Linked DNA regions of Rattus norvegicus: region 1 is linked to region 2. Evidence: chromatin contacts called from public Hi-C data. All regions are on one chromosome and are shown on one strand. Each heading gives the region's core, a stretch centred on a gene start, on an enhancer-like site or on the middle of the called end of the contact. The rest is flanking DNA. Distances are from core to core; before and after follow the strand shown. Region 1 holds the start of Lsm6 (LSM6 homolog, U6 small nuclear RNA and mRNA degradation associated). Region 2 holds the start of Zfp827 (zinc finger protein 827).

Region 1 (3,279 bases), core at 333-2,832, 210 kb after region 2:
CTTGTAAACACAGTAAAAGTTGCTGGCAAGTGCACATGCGGAATGTGGAAAGCTGTCTGGTGTTTTGGTAAAGACCAGCTCTAAGCTGCTGGGAAGTTTCTTAGACTAACCACAGATTTATTCACTTGTTGGCCAACCATTTGCTGCCTTGGGACTTTATAGACCTGTCTCCTAAAAGACAGTAGCAAGTATTCTGCAGATGAACCAGGCCCCCAAAACTCTTCTCGCTGCCTGGTCACCGGCAAGACTGTCTGCACCACAGCTCTGTGGTAAGGTGACAGCAAGGTGACAGCAGCTATGCTTGTATCAGTCTCTACCCACCTAGCTCAGTCTACTGTATACTACACATATCATAATTCCGATCACTGAGAAATGCAGTATGTAATACAATTTGATCTCAAGTAGTCCAGGCTGATCTCAAACTCATTTTGTAGTGAGGATGACCTTGAATTACTGAGCTTCCTGCACTCATGCCTAGGTGCTAGGGTTACTGGTGTGCACCGGGATGCCTACCACTGTGGCACCAGAGACGTCCGTGCACACTAAACATGCATCAACTGAGCTAAATCCTTAGCCCCTAATTTGACTTATAAAGCAGTTTATTTTAGGCACAGGGCATAGCATACTCCTTCTTTAAATGTAACTTTACTTATGTTCCTAATTTTATATTTCAAGAGCCTAAAGTGCTGTTTCATCGAGGTCTGTAATTGTTTCATCTTGACATCAACTAGAATTTTACAGACAGATGGGAGGATGCTCCTGTTCTTTACCAAGTCTCACGCTGTTGTTCTCTCTCCGGGATATCAATCAAAGGCACTTAGAGAGGGGGAACCCGTTTTATGTCTCAGAAAACAGCCCTGCATCCTAGATCCTGTAACACTTAGTGGAATGCGTAACTGTTGTTTGAAGTTATTCTAACTTTGTTGACGGTTACACATCGGGAATGGAATTAAAATTTAAGATATAAATTAAAATATAAGGAGATCATGGTTGTAGAAGAAAAGAAATCAAGTCTTCCTGTGATCTTTTCCTTCCATAAATAGAAAGTATCCACTAAGAATTCATTCAGTATTCCAAACCAAGTTCCCATACAACACTAAAATAGTATCTGCATGCAATTTCCAGTTAAACTAATTTGTAATGTCTTCTTATAACTGATGCCATTATAATTCAGACGCTTTGAATTATTTATTATTTATTTTTGTTTCAACATTCCCATGGAAACAATCTATTCATACATTTAATTTATATGCAGAAGTCAGCTTGAGGGTTTGAGGCTTTTAACTTTTGTTTGCTTAAAATTATTTAAGACTATTTCTGGGTACTCAACTATGATTTTAAGGTTCTTTACTGTTTGAAAAAACCTCAAAAGATCACTTCTAGCTTTTGGTTGGTAGTTTTGCTTTAGTATTTGATTTTCTGGCAAAAGAGAAAACATCAGAATATCGGACGTTTACTTCAAGCTCTAGGTGCCAAATATGCCAGTAAACTAGCCGGTTCTCAGACGCAAGCTGGCTAGCGCGATAGAGTCTTTTTGATCCCGGCGGGTTGCCGTAGCCAAGGAGGACGCTGATTGGGTGAGGCGGGAAAATGCGCTGCCGGGGGCGGTTTCGGTTTTCGGCGCGCGCGTCCGCGGAGGCCCGGCCTGTGAGGGCTCCGGATCCCGCTGTAAGGTGAGCTTGCGGCCCGGGAGGGGTAGGTGGGCGCGGGTGAGCGCTCCGGGTGGGAGCGGCCAGCCTAGGCCGCGGATGGCCCGGGCTGGCGGGGAGCAGCTCGAGCCGTGGCCGGGCCTGCGCCCCAGTAGGCGCTCGCTCGTCCGGGCCACGCGGCCTCGCGTTGCCGGGCGCGCTCTCGTCGTGCGCGCGCTTCGCGCCGGTTGGACTGAGCGCCCGAGGTTACCGTGGCGCGAGACTTCGGCGCCTCCTCCACTCGCGAATCCGTGCGCGACGGAACGTCGTAAACGCGGACGAGCGGAGGAAATGGTCCCTACTGAACGCTTCAGCTCACCAACTCCCTTTCTCTTGTGTGGGCCGGTTTCTGTTTGAGCTAAAACCACCATTTCTTTTTTAAACCAGTTACCAGTACTTAGTTCTATACTTAGATTAAAATGAGACAAGTTGTGATTGTAAAGTTCTTTGGTCTTGTTTGGGCCCTCTGCTTTATTGCGTGGATCTCACAAATAATTCAGCTGTTTCCCTGACTGACACCTTTGGGTGTGAGTTTTTGATTCATTTTCGCATCCCGTGCGATACTGTGATGCCTTAACTTTTATTTCTCGAATTTTCCTCAATCATCAGCATAGACGGTTTTTGCACTTTGCGAGATTGATTTTTTTTTTTAAGTGTTGGTAATTTATCTGGTTCACGTATGTATGACGCTGGTTCTTCAAAATCGTGAAAGTGCCTGTTGTGTTTCTAAAGTAGCAACGCACAGCCTCTCTTTGGAATTGATAACTACTGGGAGTTTGAGGTTGCCGGATGTAGCTCAGTGTGTGTGTGCACGCGAATGTTACAGCACACATTAGTCAAATGCTGGAACAGGAAGAGACAGCCAGTAGTAACCATCTAGCCTAACTCCCTTATTTTGCAGATGAGCCTGGGGCCATGACAAGTGAAATGGTGATGAGTTACCTGAGATGCTAATTAAGTAACAGAGGAGATTAGAACTCAGGTTTCCTGCCTCCCAAGTGAGTACCCTTAACTACTACATCAGCTCTTCTCTCACTGAAGGGTGGCTTACTAGATAATAGAATTTCTTTTTAAAACGATTTTTGGGGGTTGGGGATTTAGCTCAGTGGTAGAGCGCTTGCCTAGGAAGCGCAAGGCCCTGGGTTCGGTCCCCAGCTCCGAAAAAAAAAAAAAAAGAACCAAAAAAAAAAAAAAAAAAACGATTTTTGTTTTGTTTGTTTTGTTTTTTTTAACTCCCTGGCTTGTTTTCTCCTTTTGGATTGAGGGACTGGAAAATAGAAAAGTCATGTTTTTGTGTCCAGCGCTAGAAAAAAAAATTTTTTTAGATGTCAACCCCTTCAACATTTTGATGATTGCTTCTAGTTTCCTCATTGCTGGGATAAAATACTTCTGATAGGTACAACCGTTATCCCTCCCAATACCAAAAAGTGCATGATGTTCAAGCTTCATCTGTGTTTGCATATAACCTGTGCGGTCTTCCTGTGTTCTTCACACCATGGCTAGATTACTCACAACGTGCCATTTAATGGAAGTGGTTGCAGTAGAGTATTGCTTAGGGAGTGACGGCAAGGGAAGATCTGTGTCTCTGTAG
Region 2 (3,311 bases), core at 759-3,258:
CACACACGCTCACATACAACCGAGACACCATAACCTTAACCCTTCCCCCACCCTCCGTGAACTTCAGGTGACCGACCACGTCGGCCTGACACCCGCGCGGGCGGGCCGGCGCTCCGGCTCCGCTCCTGCCCCCAGCCCGGGTTTTGCAGGATCGGGCTCCGAGCAGCGCCAAGCCGCCCAGGAGAGGGGAGTGGAGCAGGGGGGGCGGAAGGGGGGGAAGAGGAGAAACTGACCCTCCGTCTCCCCCGACCCCTCCCTCCGGCGCCTCCCGCGTCCCCTCCTCCCGCCACCCCGCCCCACGCCTTCTCCCCTGCCCCCTCTCCCCTGCATTCAAGGAGCCCAGCGGCCCCGGGGGGGATATTTTTAGTTGCTTCTTTCTCCTTCACTTTTAGCTTCAGCAGCATCTCGGAACACTCCGAGCGGAGAGAGCTTGGTGGGGGGGCGAGGGGGGAGCCCGAGAGGGAGTGGGGGAAAAGTTAAGAGTCTCGCAAAGAAAAGCGGGAGGGCGGCGCGGAGGGACCCGAGGCGCGGGTGGAGGAGGGGACGGGGACCCGGCCGCTCAGCCCGGCGCGAGTCTCCAGTTGGCGTGTGTGGCTAGGGCCAGGAGGACTGGGATGCACTTTAGTCGCGGACTCTGCTCCGGCTGGCCGGGGAGGGGGGTCTGCGAGCCCGCGTCGCCCCGGCTCCGTCTGCTCCGCCTGACCCCGCATTTTATTGCGGCCGGGAGCCCTGCTCCGCCCTCCCCTGGGCTCTGCAGGGACCTCGCGCGCCGCGCGCCGCCCTGGCTGCCTCGCCTCAGCCTCGGCGCGGCTCCCGCACCCCACATCCGCTCGGCTGCCCGGCCTCGCCCCCCGATCGGCCGCCCGCGCCCCCCGGCGCCCCCACACCCTCCTCGACCGCCCCTGGCTCCCCCTCCGCCGCCGCCTCCACCTCCGCCTCCAGCTCTAGCCGCCCGCGGCTCCGGGGCCGACCCACCCCGGCGCAACCTTTAGCCGGAGACCGACCTCTCCGGTCCCCAGCCCGGCGGGCGGCCGCAAGCCCTCGCCCTGACACCCCCCAATCGCCATGTCACGGCCTCGGCCCGGCGCGCGCCCCAACCCCGCACACCCGTGCACCGGGATCCACACGGAATTTCTTATTTTTTTTCAAGATTGCAACCTCTCCCACCTCCCCCCACCCGCGACAAAAACCCGGCATCCACACTACTCCCCTCCTCCCTCCTCTCGCCCCCTCCCCCGCAACCCGGAGTGAGGAGGGGGAGGGAAAGGGGGGAAAAGCCCGATCTCAAGGAAAAAAAAAGAGGGGGGCGAGCGAAAGAAAGAAAAAGAGAGAGAGAGAGAATAGAAAGGGCACGGGGCTGATCATCACCAACATGGCTGCCTCGGCATAGACCTAAACGAGGAGTAACCCTGGCTGTGTCTTTGTCAGTTTCACCTCTGTAACCCTAAACTAATGCAGAAAACAACGGCGGAGGCTGCGGAGGGGAAAGAGGAGAGGGAGGGCGAGAAAATGGCACGAGAGGAGGTGGAGAAGGGATGACTTACGTGAGGGAAGGCGCTTGGGCTGCTCCTGCTTCCTCCTGGGCATTTTCCCCCTTTTCTCACATTCTCCTCCTTGGTTAATGTGAGATCAAATAAACCCCCGTGGGGGCAGACAGGCAGACACTGGCAGGAGCGGGGAGGTAGTTGGGGGGCGGGCAGGGGGAAACCCCTTCTCTCCGGTGTGTGCAATGGGTTGAAGCTTGTTTCCTGGAGCCAGAAGAGGGGTTTTCTTCTTTTCTTTCCTTTCTTTCTTTCTTTTTTTTTTTTTCCTTTTTTTAAAAAAATTTTTTTTTGGTCGTGCACCTGGCTTGTCCCCGAGCGTAATATTCTTCAATGGAAACGGATCTAATAGGTGTGAGTGTGTGTGTGTCCTGTGCTCGCGTGTGATGGGAGGTATAAATAAATGAGCGCCGGTGCGGCGGTGTCTATGGCCGCGCGCTGTGTCTCCGAGCCCCTAACACTAATGTCGGGATCAAAGGGCAGCGGCGGCGGCAGCACAGCTCGCAGCTCGCTCTCTCGCTCTCCTCTCGCGCTCTCTCTCTCTGTCACACACACACTCACACACACACACACACACACACACACACACACAGAGGCACAGACTGAGGGAAAGAGCGAGAGCTAGACACACACGCGCGCGCGCACACCACACACACACACACACACACACACACACACACACACACACACACACACACACACACACACTCAGCAAAGAGGAAGGTGCCCTAAGGCTCTCAGGGCGGACTCAGCCTCGCATTTACAACTGCTCTGTCTGGAAAGAATGGGGGGCGCGCGTGCGGGGGTGGGATGGACTTCTTCGAATTTATCCCGCTAGTCGCCCAATCAAGGGGGGGTGGAAAAGTTACCCCCCCCCCGCTCTTGAAACATTATTTTACAGATTTTTTTTTTAAGGAAATAGGTTGCACTAACCACTTTCTTTTGTGTATTAAACTACGTTTGGTTCTGTATAAAATTCCCCAGGCTTTTGTAACTGAAAGATTGACTCTCTCGCCCCATCACCTTGAGTCTGGAGGATAACAGACTCTCGCACACGATCTTGAAACAGCCAATGAAAATAAATCTTTAAAAATAAAATAAAATAAAAATAAAAGATAGCATAGTGTAGGATCAGCGGATGGGTGGAATGGATGCACTAGTTTGGAGGGTCTGGTGGAGTTAACACTTGAAAATTCAGCCTAAACAAAAATTACAGGTCCTTAAGAAAGAGGGAAACTAAGATTAGGTCACCCGGAGGGTTGACTTGACTGCCAAGATATTCCTACAGTGCACACAGTGATCCTGACTTCTGTAATTCACTTTTCCCCACTCCTGCAACCCAGGTAGCTGAGGCTTACCCCCAAGCCGTTCTAGTGTGCAGTTTGAGCTCCTACAACAGTTTTCATTAAGCCACACACTTTCATTACTTCAGAAATCTCACATCCTGCTTCAAAGAGCCACATAAAGAGGAAAAACAGAAAAGGATGCGTCTCCTCACAAAAGATACTCGGCAAAGGGAACAGTTCTCTCTCTCTCTCTGACTGTAAGCCATGTGGATAGAAGTTCACTGGGAGGTTGTTAATGATTTAAAACTCCAAAATCTGCTACTATAATTGAAGTAAAAAAAAATGGCCTGAAGAAGAGCTGTTTCATAAAACTCTTTGTGAGGGGAAACTTTGAACTTGGTGGAATACATTATATGTCATGAGTCAGAGCTAAAAAGAAAAAGGTGCATTATTTAAACTACATCTTCCCATTTGAGCTTAAAAA

What was found. A called contact is a pair of places that touch in the nucleus more often than the background predicts.
Region 1: a Hi-C map of Schwann cells shows a contact between it and region 2, with 3 times the contacts expected there. The contact joins the promoter of Lsm6 here to the promoter of Zfp827 in region 2. A contact is called at or near these places in 3 of 12 Hi-C or Micro-C datasets (the A7r5 cell line, Schwann cells and mammary epithelial cells) and 1 of 1 datasets of contacts at active chromatin or transcription factors (oligodendrocytes).

Annotation. Positions count from the first base shown.
Region 1 is chr19:46,001,010-46,004,288 of GRCr8, forward strand. Lsm6 (LSM6 homolog, U6 small nuclear RNA and mRNA degradation associated) reads left to right here and starts at 1,583. Exons shown (of 5, transcript NM_001126085.1): 1 at 1,583-1,673; 2 at 2,590-2,686.
Region 2 is chr19:45,789,454-45,792,764 of GRCr8, forward strand. Zfp827 (zinc finger protein 827) reads right to left here and starts at 2,009. Exons shown (of 15, transcript NM_001400944.1): 1 at 1,545-2,009. The coding sequence starts at 1,587.